2 separate regions of the Danio rerio genome follow, and region 1 is linked to region 2. The links are chromatin contacts, called in public Micro-C maps. All regions are on one chromosome and are shown on one strand. Each heading gives the region's core, a stretch centred on a gene start, on an enhancer-like site or on the middle of the called end of the contact. The rest is flanking DNA. Distances are from core to core; before and after follow the strand shown. Region 1 holds the start of si:dkey-52l18.4. Region 2 has its middle 34 kb from the start of xaf1.

Evidence for each region. A called contact is a pair of places that touch in the nucleus more often than the background predicts.
Region 1: a Micro-C map of caudal fin shows a contact between it and region 2, with 6 times the contacts expected there. The contact joins the promoter of si:dkey-52l18.4 here to the enhancer-like site in region 2. A contact is called at or near these places in 5 of 18 Hi-C or Micro-C datasets (caudal fin, embryo, hematopoietic stem cells and 1 more) and 1 of 4 datasets of contacts at active chromatin or transcription factors (caudal fin).

The regions. Positions count from the first base shown.
Region 1 is chr15:31,825,286-31,832,333 of GRCz12tu, reverse strand. It overlaps si:dkey-52l18.4, which reads left to right and starts at 1,963. Exons shown (of 5, transcript NM_001386225.1): 1 at 1,963-2,298; 2 at 3,758-4,093; 3 at 4,804-4,959; 4 at 5,566-5,594; 5 at 5,685-7,048. The coding sequence starts at 2,241. The coding sequence ends at 5,786. It also overlaps a transcript of rap1gap2a not described here.
Region 2 is chr15:31,696,333-31,703,582 of GRCz12tu, reverse strand. It overlaps a transcript of rap1gap2a not described here. Among named protein-coding and RNA genes, the nearest start is that of xaf1, 34 kb to the right of the region's middle. Within about 2 kb of position 2,117, at least 5 of the 62 cell types and tissues checked have an H3K27ac peak or open chromatin away from gene starts, as enhancers often do. A contact at or near this core is called in caudal fin, where this site is marked.

The sequences.
Region 1 (7,048 bases), core at 714-3,213, 130 kb before region 2:
TACCTAATTAATAGTCAGTAGTATATTTATAACAATGCATGCTAGTTACTAGCAAACAGGGACTAATATCTGTTTAATATGTACTGTATGGATTTTTAATTGACTGTAAGCCTACATTGACGTCCACACATCTGGTAACCATTAACATCTGCTGACTCAGTTTAACTAACTGCTGTCCCTCAAGGAAAAGATACTGTTATCTAAATAATAGTAAAAATAGTAATAATAACAATAACAATAATAATAATAACAACAACAACAACAACAATAATAATAATAATAATAATAATAATAATAATAATAATAATAATAATAATAATAAGGACTAGTAGTATCAAAATATATATTTGTATGTTATATAGATTAAACGTCAAAATAATTTTGAGTGAACCGTCCCTTTCAAAATCTATAAAGTTCCCACTTATATGGTCCTATACAAATTTTTTAACATTTGGCTCCTGGTTATGAATTTGACTCCTTTTCTGTGAGATTTCAAGCAGATTTATCAAGTGCACAAAGACAGTGTGAACGTCATTCATCTTGAAGTAACAGAGCAGCAGCAGCAGATTCTGTTTAAGCTTGGCTTTCATCTCCAGCAGCTGTGTAATTGCCTGCACATGCCCCTTTATGCCTCCGTTATAAGGCCAGAATTCCCAGCTGACTGACCTCAAACTCCCTGACCAGTAGCTCCACCATGTGGCTACACTGAGAAAACAATATTTGATCTAATTTAAAGTGTACTTCACCCAAAACAGAAAATTCTGTCATTATTTAATCACTCTTTACTTGTTCCAAAACTGTTTGTCTTTCCTTCTTCTACTGAACACAACATAAGCTATTTGGTATATCATAAGAAAGCTGGAAACTGCTATCCATTGACTTTCATATTATTTGTTTTCCTACAAGTTCATCAAAATATTCTTTAGAGTTTTAACAGAATAAAAAAATGTATAAAAGCTTAAAACCACTTGAGAGTAAGTAAAATTTAAATTTTATTCTTGAGTGAACTTATCTTAAAAAAATTGTAAATCCAACAAATCATGTTTTTCATTGTAATAACTATATTACACATTTCTACTATGATTTTTAGAAGACACCAATTAAATTTCTATATTTTTTATTTATTATATAAATTAAGTTTATATAGCCAAAAAAAAATCTTATCAGGAATACAAGTATATAAATAATATTCAAATTGAATTTTCATCTCACACTAGAGTTAGGATAGGCCGAAGGTAAATTTACCAAACTATAATACCTTAAAGTTGCCATGGGTAATTTCATAAATTATTTCAGAATACTTCAAAATAAAGAGAAAATATTACTTATTTATATCATAATCATAATCACCCTTACATAATCATATTAACCAATGCAGTATAGCTTTTTAAATTATAACTTATTGCAATAAAACAAACAATCACATTTATAACACAGTGGAGTTCAATGCTAAATACACTTGTCAAGCAGAATCTGCCTTGGGCATGATTTGCTGACCAAAATCTCTGCATTGTCGGGTAACAGTATTTACATTTAAACAAAATCTGATTAATTTATGCAATTTAATTAAAATGCTTAATTTCAGTTAGCTTTTAATAATAAACAAAGGGTTACATTAAATTCGAAACAATCTCGAAACCAACTCCTTTTTACCTCTCTTCTCAGATGGGATGGCAGTCCAAATCAAAGGTTAAGGCTTTGGCCCACAGACCCTAGTTTAAAGCACAAGTTTTTTGTTTTTTTTTACATGAACAGTTATAAATACATAATATTACAATTGCAAAAACACAATAAATATATATTTATTGTCTAGCTATTTTGTTTTTGTATCTTAGTGTTTTAACATATATTTATTTGTTTCATTTTCAGGAAATTTTACGTGCTTTTAGATAAAATAAAATAAATAAATAAATCTACATATTCCTTATTCATATTACACTTGTCTAACAGTGTAAAAAGCGTGTCAGCATGATTTCCTTCTCCAACAGGAAGGATATGTTCAAACTTTCCCTAAAGCCGTGGTGTTTCCTTCCTCAAGTGCAGGTTTACAACACGACTGAAGGTGCCAGATGTGTTTCAGATAATGAGCAGAGAAACTGGGTGTTTACCAAGCGGGAAAGAGTTTCGAAGAAAGTTTCCAAGTGAATTAAGTTACCTGTTGTTGGTGTAAGGAGACTTGACGGAAATCTCCGTATATCCAGTGGCAACGGGGACAGTCGAGTATGGAAAAACTATAAAGGATGAAAAAAGTTTACAGGTGGTCCTTCACATTTCTGGCATTTCTGTGTATAGTAAAAGGTAAGCAACGTCTCACCTTCATACCTAAAAGCTGCAGCGGCACTTTCTTTGAAACAGCAATTTACCTTCACAAATCTAAATTACGTTAATCTTAAAAGTGTAAACTTTAACATTTTCCAAAGATTAAGTTATGTTTTCTGCAATAAGATGTTTGAGCCCCTGCAGTGACAGTGTTGAGAGGAGAAACATTCGCCTTTTCACCGTGTTTAAGAAAAACCTGCACATGCAAACAAATGTAGCCAGCATAACTTTTACTTGCTAAAATCGTTCATGGTAAACGTTATCGTTTCCGGTCTGTGATAATCTGTCATTTCTGCCCTTAAAAAGGAAGGAACGCGTGCTACTAGTACACTTAAACTAAAAATAAGACAGTAAACTTATGTACTATTTCATTTTAATAAAAATATACGTGAAAATACACAGTGCGTTATTTATACTGACAGAATAATTTTTCAGTGTTAGTAGGTTTTGAGGTGAAATAGCTTCCAGAAGCTAACGTACAAAAATAAAACAAACCTAGAATTGATCACCTTATTAGTATGCATTGATAATACCTCAAAACTGATAAAATTGCTGTTTTTGTTGAAAAAAATTATCCAACCTTACAAAAGTTAATCATGGTTTTTCTAAATAAAGCCAAAAAATTATATTGTTGTAGTTAAAACAAGATGAAAAATACCACGATTTTGCTACTGTAAGCTAAATTTACCAATAAAACTGTACAAATCTACATAAAAAACAGTCACTACATGGGTAATTGTTCTTCAGGGAAGTATTTAATGTCTCATTAATTAAAACATTATGCATAACTACTTGCATTATAGTCACAAAATAAAACATACCTGAACTGTACATAATATAGCCTACTTGTGTTGTTAAGGTTATACACATAAAACTTCATAAAAGCATTTCTTTTTAGGTAATATTCAAGTAGCTAAACTCATAAAAAATGTAAAGATACTAAACTTTAAGTATCTTTACATACAAGTTAATTTGCCCTCCGCTAGAAGCACTAGTAGTTTAGTATATAGTATAGTAGTGAAGTATACTTCAAGTGTACTTTATTAACTCGAAGTAACTAGTAAAAATATATGAATGCCTAAACGTTCACTTAATAGTTCAAATGATAAACTTAGTTGTGTACAGTGTACTACTGTACTGTTATAATGAAAGTACACATTAGTCCACTAAAAACTGTCCCAATTTAGTCCTAGGTAGTGTTTAAATAGTACACATATAAGTATGCTACTAGTACATTGATATTAGCATAGATGTAGACTTTTTATATGTATTCTCTTAAATAACAACTTGATGTATGCTTACTTTTTTAGGATTGTTAAGTACACAAATACAAAAGAGTTCATTTTTGTCCTGCAAGTATCACTTTAAGGGCCCTGTTTTGTGTATTTCAGGTGCTTTTTATTAACTTAAAACTCTTTTTTTTTTCTTCTGATTTCAGAATGTGAGCTGTGTTCATCTGTTCGCGCAAGTCGTGCTTCTGTGTTTGTGGCTGAGGGCAAAGAACTGCACTTCAGCTGTGAAGTGAGGCACTGTGGCCAAGCCAACTGGACTGGAGGATGGGCTTTCCAGGAAATGCAGAGCCAAGGATTTATTCCCCTCACTTCCTCCGAAAGAATCGAGTTGTCCGATTACAGCTCAGCAGTCAACAGCACACATCTGAAGGTCCATATTCACAACGTCAACCAATCAGACGCTGGAGCTTACAAATGCGTGATTACCTGGCCTGCTGGCACCAGTAGCAATGGTCATGTGACATATGTCAATGTGACTGCAGGTAAATAACTATATGTGTGTTCATGTTTGTTTGACATTATTCTAGGTGTGTAAAATACTTAACTTTGTGTACTGTACTTATTATTTTAGGAGTTTTATACTTAATTACAATTGTAACTGACAGCTTGTACTTTTGGTCAAGTTTATTTTATTCTAAATTTTTACGCACCATTCTTAAATAAATTAACAATACTGATTAATAATAATTAAATGATCAGTTTATTTGGATTAGCAATTTATAGTTATATGTTTGACATATGTTTTGTTGTATTTAGCAAACTAAATGTCATTTCATCCAAATTTAAGATCAAAATGTTGATTTTAGAGATTTTGTTTTGCATAAAATTACAAAAAAATGTACATTTATTTTCATTTTTTACAATTTCCTCTAACCAAACCTTTGTATATATATCTGTTTGACATATTTATTATGATAATAAGTAGACTTTTCATTAGAGGATGATTCAGTATGATGAAATTTTGTGTATGACTTTTTTACATACATGAGTACAACTTAAATGCGTTTTTTTTTGTACTTAAATTCAAGTATACTTTCGACTTGATGCTTGCACTTTCAATTGATTACAGTTTTCACTCTGTACCTGTACTTACACCTCAATATCATTTTAAGCACATTATCAACCCCTGCATAATTCTCACGCAGCATGACTGACTGATTCAGTTCCCTTTCAAGTCTTTATTTCTTTCCAGCAACTGGAGACTTTTCAGAAAGCAGAAGTGCCACTAATAGAGTTCTGCTGTGTCTCGGTTCCTTGGCGTGTTTTCTTGTTGTTGTGGGATTGGTTTGGTGTTTGACCCGGCTTCGTTCATCCCCTCCACCTGTCCCACCTCACACCCGCACTTCCTGTAAGCGCCCACTTTCTGTTCTGTAAGGTCTCACATGTCAGATACAGCATTTAAACAATACTGTTCTGTCTCCCATTAGTTAATGATGTTTGTCAGATAAAAATGTCTCTGATTTTTGCAGTGCTTTAGTGAATTTTGTAATCATGATCAATTGATGTTTTTGAAGTATTTTTTATTCTTATTTTCTGTTCAGCTGAACTTATTTACCTAAAATTGCCAAAAATGTATATGCATTTTAATTCATTTATGAGTCAAAGAAGACCCCCATACATGTCTTCCCTATAATTTCTAATAATATTAGTGAAACTAAAATGTCAAAATGGGTGAAATATTGTTCAGGTTATCAGATATATTTATATATAAATAAACAACCTACTTATTTCTACTGTACTTATTAGAATATATTAGTGTTAAGTATTATAAGTATTAGGTGATCATACAAAAACCTTATATTTTAAATTGCTGACAAATGGGTAAAACCTAGTGCTTTTATAGACAGTAAATGTATATAAAATTGTTTTAAACATGTCTAAAAGTGCATTATTTACTTATTCTCATGCTTAAATACAGTTTTTTTTTTAAATCAGTATTCATTTCCTTTACTAGTTTCAGCAAGAGTGAACCCAAAAAATGAAGTAAGTGCTTTTAGATCATATGCTTTTTGGGAAAAAAACTGTTTTGTAATGAATGCACATTATACATTTTTTAACTGTTTATTTCTGCAGTTGGTGTATACAGAAGTTGCGGTGTGTAATTCAAGACGACGGAATGAATGTCTGGAACCAGCAACTGAGCCTGTTGTCTATTCTTCAGTGCATTTCTCTTGAACATAAAGACTTCAATCTTGAATTTCTTTCTCACATGTTGTTGAGGATTGTTGCACTTCTAAAGCAAGCATGGGGGTAAATGCATATAGTTACAATGTTAGACTGTGATGCTAGCAATGTTACACTTTGATTTAATGTCGCTGTCATGAAGAATGAATTAAAGGAATTGTTTATTTGTATATAAGATGTGTGTATTGTGTATATAAAGTTGTGTGATTGTACTTGAAATAAACTGTGACGTATCTTAACCAAACAATTTTTACTCATCGTTTACAAAAGCAGACAGGAATTTGACACAAAATACATTTTATTTTTATAATAAATTCTTAATGGCACATGCCATAACCAAATATACATATACATCATCTTTTAAATTACCTTTTAAATTATTTTTCATTTGACTCTGTTTACGGAACATCGACAGTTTCGAAAAGCAATAAATTATGGCAGTACAAACATATATGCGAACACATTTCATGTCAAAGTTCTCACTATTGTACAATATTAAAGTCGCTCGGTAATGCCCTCACCATTGAGTACTCACAAGAAATGCGTAGAGACACACACAACTGGAAATAAATAACACGTACTGTAAAATATCCTTCACAAACGTTCTTGAAATGATTCTGCCAGCCATTGTTATATAAGCCCAAAGTATACTTTCTTTGTTTACATGTACATTAGCTCTGATAGCATGCGCGAACACAGAAGCTCGACGCATGCACACAACGAAAATTCAACATGTGCAAGAGGCTTGTGTATTTTATACAGCTATGGATGAAGACTGGACCAAATTTCTTTAAACAAAACATTCAAAATGAGATTTTGCCAATACTCACAGTTTGGCCACATCAACAGTCATAACAGCCAATGAAGTTGCTGTATTTGAGACTGTATGTGCATATGGGACACACTGCAGGGATATACAGTATGCAGATTTTATTATTAACACTTGCCCAGTGTCTCACAGTTCAGAACTTGAATAATTGTTTAATTATCATCTGCTTCGTCAATAAAGTTACAGGTTACTTTAAAGCATTCATGCACGGAAAAATGTAAAAATAAAATAAAATTTAAAAAAAAGTAAATACCAGTGTGGAAATACTGGTTTGCACTCTCTTTTGTGTCTTTTTGGGCTTAGATACACAGATTTTTATCAATATATATATGACTGTCCTAAAACGCAGTCATTTATGTCTAAAGCAAATGTAAATAGCTAAGAAAGACACAGCATGTGTATCTGTATAATGGATCCGTGCATT
Region 2 (7,250 bases), core at 868-3,367:
TAATTATGTCTTCAACAATTCACATCATGAAACTAAAATGAATGGCAAAGTCAAACAGCAATTCACATTGTAAATTAAATTGACATTGAGTGACCCTTTATTTCAACTAAACTTATTTAAATATTAGAAATAATATTATAATTAGAGTTAAGATAAATTATTTTTATTTTTAATACACAATTATTTTCAATATAAATAATTATATTAAAATTACAACTTACTTTAGAGATATCATTAAACATCATGTAAAATTAAATATACATTTTATTATTTAATGTTAGTAGTATTTTTACAACCCTTTAACCGCCTGCTTTACCAAACTGTTGAAGTTATTTAAAGATACTGTATGTAAATACTGTATGTAAATTCACAACAAATTACTGTGAGATAGTTTACAGTAATTTACTGTGATTTTGTTACATTAAATTACTGTGAAATTGCAACCATATACAAGCCCGTGGCCAGCCTTTTGAAAGGGGTGGTTATTTTTTCTGAAAAAATAAAAAAATAATAAAAAAAATAAAAATAAAAAAAAACATTTTAAGAACTAATGTTTGATGAAACAGCTTGTCAGATCATAACCAAACTTTTTTTTTGATGCACCATAAAAAAATTTCCTACAATTTTTTCAAAGAGCTTACCATACTATTTATATACAAATTTGGATTTAATCTAAGTTAATCCAGTTTATTAAATATTGTAATGAGATTAGCGCTTTTATAAAGATTAATAAAGAAATATGAAAAAGAATCTTATTTTTTAAATACAAATGTATTATCATACATCATTTAAAACAAAATACAAATCTGGTAAAGCTAGTTTTAAAATAAAAACTGCTGCCTATAGTCAAATAACAAAATGGCCAGCTCATTCAATTTAAACTTAGTCACAGTTTGGCCACATGAATAATTAAGAATTTAATTTGTCTTAAAGCCTTCTTCTATCGATAATTTTCACAATTAATGAAGGTATAGCAGTCAAAAATGGGATAAATAAAGCTCATGTTGGGGTCATATTCAGTCAGTAGGGTGGTGGGTCTTTCGAACCACCCGAACCCCTCCAAGAAAATCCCAACAGTAGCATAAACGTTCATCTGTTTTAATGTCTAAGTTGAATGAAATGCAAAGAGTTTGAATTCCTATAACTAACATGCAAAAGATATAGTCATTTTTACAGTAATTTGTTGTAATCATGCTAATTTGAAACTCTAAATACAACACATTACTGTGAATTTTTAACTAATTACTAATGTAATTTACTGTGAAAAATTAGAGTAACGTGAAAATCTGAAATCTGGATCTGTTGAAAAAAATTCAATGAGTGTGTTAACTAGCAACATTAAGAGTTAAGAAATGCAATTCAAAAGAGAATTTCTTGCTGGGTCGGGTAAAGGGTTACATTTTTTTTACTTTTTTATCTTATAATAAAAATGATAGTGTTAGATTTATTGATCATGGTCATTTGAAATTTGTTAATGAAATATATGTGTGAATAAATATTCATTTATTCATTTTCTTGTCAGCTTAGTCCCTTTATTAATCCGGGGTCGCCACAGCGGAATGAACTGCTAATTTATCCAGCAAGCTTTTACGAAGCAGATGCCCTTCCAGCCGCAACCCATGTCTGGGTCCTGTCATGTCAATTTAGCTTACACAATTCACCTGTACCGCATGTCTTTGGACTGTGGGGGAAACCGGAGCATCCGGGGGAAACCCATGCGAACGCAGGAAGAACATGCAAACTCCACACAGAAACGCCACTTAAACAGAGCCTCGAACCAGCGACCTTCTTGCTATGAGGCGACAGCACTACCTACTGCGCCACTGCTTCGCCCTGAATAAATATACGTGGTGATAATAATAATACTGAAGTTGTTGTTATTATTATTTATTACATCTACCGTTTGTGTGTAAATAATATCAGTGCTTTAGTTGCTCAACAGGTAGTACACTCTGTTGCTAGCTGGCAATGTTGGCATGCTGGCAGGAGATCAATCCAGGAAAAGCACACAAACACACACACACACACAAACACACACACACACAAACACACTGATATAATGAAGAACTCGAAAACTACCAGTTGCTTTGGAAACAAAAACTTTTATGACTAAATATAAACACTGTCCTTCAATATCAACCAGAACATTGCCCTCTGGAGGACAATCATTAAAAACTTGCTTATGTGAATGCATAATGCCTTTATATCTGCTGCCCTCTGCTGCCAAACACTTGTAAGTGCAACCTATTATAAAGAAATTATGCAAGTGTGTGCAAATGAAGTCACCCTGCTCTCATAAATCATACAAAAGGTCTAATTTGGCCTCAAGGCACAAAACGGGTTATTTTAGCAAATTCTTATATAAACAAATATGTATTCGCATAGCCTACATGGAGTCTCCATGCAGAAATTAATTCATGGATTAACTCATTAAAAATGCCCAAAGAAAAATAAAAACAGCAGAAGGTCAGAGCAGAGGGAAAATTTATGCTCCTTGACATTTAACATCGGTACGGGAGCAAACTAGTCTCCACACTGTCTGTTGTTGCTCTCTGTTCGGTGTAATAGGTAATTGTGGGCCTATGCCTCTAATTGCCTCCAGCAGGACTGAGACAGCTGCAGTCACAGCGCCATCCCAAAAGAGCCATTATTCTGACCTCAGATCAGCCCAAACAGTCATTCAGCCCTCAGTCCCCTGATAGACACACGTGTAGCGTCCCAATTTGCAGTATGCTACGCCCTTCTGTTATTGTAAAACAAGCGTGTAACAGAAGAGTAGCCAAGATTGGGTCATGCTTACTGATGCTTACTCTACACAATTCCTTCATGTTGTTTTAACACAAAATGATTAAGTTAACTTAATCACTTTAACAAATTTAAGTGGATTGAACATAAAATAATTAAGTTTGTCCCCAACAAAACGTAAGAACTTGTTTTAAATAAGTAGTCTGAACAAGCAGCAAAAGCCATATTTTGAGTGTACTACATTTATATGTCCTGCAAATCATCTTGTCACGTTTCTTTTTTACCTATTTTCCTTGCTCTAAAAAATGCTGGGTTTTTTCATCCCAAAATATGGACAAACCCACAGTGAAATAAAGTATGTTTGTTTATTTAATTCATTATTTAAAGAGTTCACACTTAGCTGATGATTGTTTATAAAGCTTGTTTGGCATGCTGTCCCGGGAGAAAGCCCTGAGCTCAGAAGATCAAGCCGGTGGCTCCCTCCCATTTGCAAGGTGAGAGGGCAGTTTGAGGTCAGGTAGATCTCAAAAACTCCCCTGCTGTAGTAGCTAATGAACAGATAGCGATTGCTCTTAAGAGATAACTACTTATAGGAGCATGTCTATGGTGTCAATTTAAATTTGTCAATTAACTTAAGGTTCGTGTTTTTGGAGAGTGGGAGGAAACCGGGGAACCTCAGGGGAAACCCATGTGAGCACAGAGAGAACATGTAAACTCTGCACATAAACATCGGCTGGCTTGGTAAGGACTAGAACCAGTGACGTTCTTGCTGTGAGGCAACAGTGCTAACCACTAGCCACTAGCCACTGTGCCACCCATCTAGGAAAGGAGGAGGAGTAGGGGTGGAAGGGGGGATTCTTCAACGAAGATGGTTGTTATATGGAACTTAGGGTATTTAAAAATTGCTTAGGAATCATCTGATTGGTGAATCATAAATTGGATAATGCAGGACCAGCCGCAAGCAATGAGCATGTGATCCTCTTGAAATCTTTATAAATAAACTTCACAAAATGGTCTAAACAAATGAGCTAACTTAATTTTTTAATTCCAGCATTATTACAGTGCATGTGATGGGTTAAAGCTGGCCTAGAAATTCTTTTTTTTATTTTTTATTAACCCTCGTTTCACACACTTGTTTAACCACAACAGGGTTTGTCCCTATTCTACCCCTATTTGAGTTGAAATAACCCAGCATTGTTTCAATGTTAGTATATCTTTCATACAGAGAATTCTTCTTGTGTGTTTGCATAATAATGCACTCTAAAAATGCTGGGTTGTTTCAAACCTAAATCGAATCAATAATGCAATTGTTGGGTTAAATTTTTCAGTTATATTTTCAAGCCAACAACTAGGCTTGTCCATATTTGACACAAATTTGGGTTTAGATATGGACAAATATGAAATCTAAAAGTGCTAGGTTTTATAAACCCGAAGTCAAATGTTGACAAACGTAATGTTGGTTTAAATTGTTGGTGTTGACATTAGAGATTTACCAATTTTCCACCCCAGAAAATTTATCGGCCGAAAATTTGTTATGCCATTTAACGATCCCTCTAATATTTGTGACTTTAGTCATTGTTGGGGTACTCTTTTAAATCTGGAAGTATTAACAACTTCGTTCAATATGGCAAATAATTATCGAGAATGCATTTTTGCCATATCACCCAGCCCTCTCTTTTTTAGACTGAATGCATTTAACATTAGCCAGAACATGCCTGGATCTCTATTCATAATTTCTTCCGGATATCTCCTAAAAACCTTTTTTGAATTCAGAAAACTCAACAGTCCTCTATGAGCACTGTTTAGCCTTATCACACATTAATACAAGTCTTTAAAAAAAAATCATGGTGTTATTACAGTCTCTCAACTGGACACCAATATTTGATCTTTACAGATCAATCATGATGAGTCTTCCCATCAGAGATTAGGAATAGATATAACATTAGGATCTTGATTTTCAATGGTATAACAGCAGAGTGAGCTCCCAGTATATTACTACCATTTGATATTTGCTTTTTCCATCTAACAGCATTGGGACCCATCAACTGAGATATGTTACGTCATACTTAATAAGCCGATAGTAGACCATCGGGGTAACTTTATAGTTCTCCCAGTGCTTTTTTTCTGGCTAAACAGCCCATTTCAAGTCTATAGTCTCACACAGCAGCAGGTTTGGGGGCAGATGCTGCTGACCCGCGACTAAATTAGTTTATAGATAAAGGACAGCAGTCTTTCAGAGTCACTTAATGTCACCCCTGTCAGCCATTCACAGCACCCCTGTACAACAGGCCGTTGGGTCCAATATTAGATCGTTATGAGGGAGATAATTAAATCACTGCGGTGTGGACGTGATTGTTTGTGACAGCTGAAACAGCTCTTCGGGCAGCTTCTCATTTAGGTGCCAGACGTTTTTCCTCTAGTCTTGTGTCAAGACAGCAATCTAATGTAACTTAATTTCCTGGTAAACTGGCCGTTTATGGAGTAAACACATTTTTTAGCCATTTCAAAAGGGATAGTTCACCCAAAAACGAAAATTCTGACATCAATATTTCACCTTTGACTTGTTAAAAACAAGGTTAAGTTTTCTTATTCAGTTTAACAAAAAATATTTTGAAGAATTTTGGAAACCTGTAACTATTGACATCTATAGTAGTAGGAAAAACAAATGCAAAAGTCATTGGTTACAGGTTTCCAGAATTCTTCAAAATACTATTCCTTTAAGCTTGTACTTGCACTGGAACGTAACGCGAATAGAGCATACAAACATATCTCCTCAATATCTCTGCTTCTTCAAGGTCGTAAATGAATTAAACAGATGAATTGGATACATTTACTGATGCCTTATGAATGTCAAATACGTACTCTGGTAACTTGCCAAGATAGTCTGCGATTAAAATTCAATATAATCTTAAATATTCATCAAAATTGTTTTTAAAGACAAAGCTAGTGGCCCCACATAATCTACTTTATTTTTACAGCTCTTATTACAGTATAAACAACAATTTCTGTGAAATATTAGAAGAAACCTCTGAAAAAGAACTGACAAAGGAAAAGTCTCAGTTTGGTCTCCAAAATGTCTGAAAATGCAACAACTGAAGTTACTAATATGCAGTTGCAATTGCAGTTAGAATATGTAACACTCAAAAAAAAAAAAAAAAACAGCAGAAAAAAAGCAAAGACATTTTGAATGGTATAAAAATGTCTAACTTTCTTAATTAACTTAATTAACTTAGTATCATCCCTACCATATTAAAGGTATCAATTTCAGATATATTAAAATAATATTATAAAATCTTTTGTATATCAACGCATCACATTAAAGTCACATTAAAGTACAAAACAAAGATGAAAACACAACATCAAACACTAAAACATATGCAGAACTTATAAAAAACCCGCCAAAAAAAAACTCACCAAATTTTGCGTGGCATCTTATCACTATGATTGATGCACCCGAAATACACTGTTCTCTGCTCTCAGTCTCTCTATTTTTGCCTCTCCCTCTCCGTCCTTCCATTTCTAAAGCACATTCACATAACACTAAGCTTTATTACATAAACAAAAGCACCTGCATAAACAGGCGCTGATTATGCGGCTCCTCTAATGTGGCCCTGTCCTTCAGGTGGAGAGCTGGACATTCACTTTGTAGTTGCAGATGCGACGGAGGGGGGAAATGGTTGGTTAGATTATGCCCATCAGACACAACCAAACATGACAGGCCAACCTGTGCGCACACGCACACACACACACACACACACCATTTTTGTAATGGCCCTTGCTTTATAAACGCACTTCCATGGAGATCAGTATAAATAGTAAACTGTGACGTTATTCAAGACAGAAGAAATGTGACAGTAGAGCTGCAAGATTATAATTTGCTTTTATTAAAAGATTGCAAATCACCCACGCAGTTTTATTTATAAATTGTCATGATTTGCATATGTTTATTATAAAAGCTTCACAGCTATAAATTCAAATCTGTGTCTTAATTAGAGAGAGCGGTCGTCATGCATGGGTTTGAAACTTTTTCTGTCTTTAGTTTTTCAACTAGTATTATTATTTATTTGTTACAATCATTCAGATTGTCACAAAGGTACTGTACTGGAATATAGCTTGGGTATAAACAGTAATCTTTATAGTAAAGATTTAAATCCCAGAGGCTAATGGTGGCTCAATGGTTAGCACTGTTGTCTCACAGCAAGAAGTTTGCTGATTTGAGTCCTGACTGGGCTAGTTGGCATTTCTGTGTAGAGTTTGCATCCAGTTGCTCTGGTTTTCCCCACAGTCCAAAGTTATGGACTATAAGTGAATCGGGTAAGCTAAATTGTCCGTAGTTTGTGTATAAGTGTGTATGGGGGTTTCCCAATACTGGGTTGGGGCTAAAAGGGCATCCTCTGCATAAAACATAACATGGAACATAAAACATATACTGGAACAGTTGGTGATTCATTCCGCTGTGGCGACCTCTAAAATAGAGGAAAGTAGGAATGAAGGAAAATTAATGA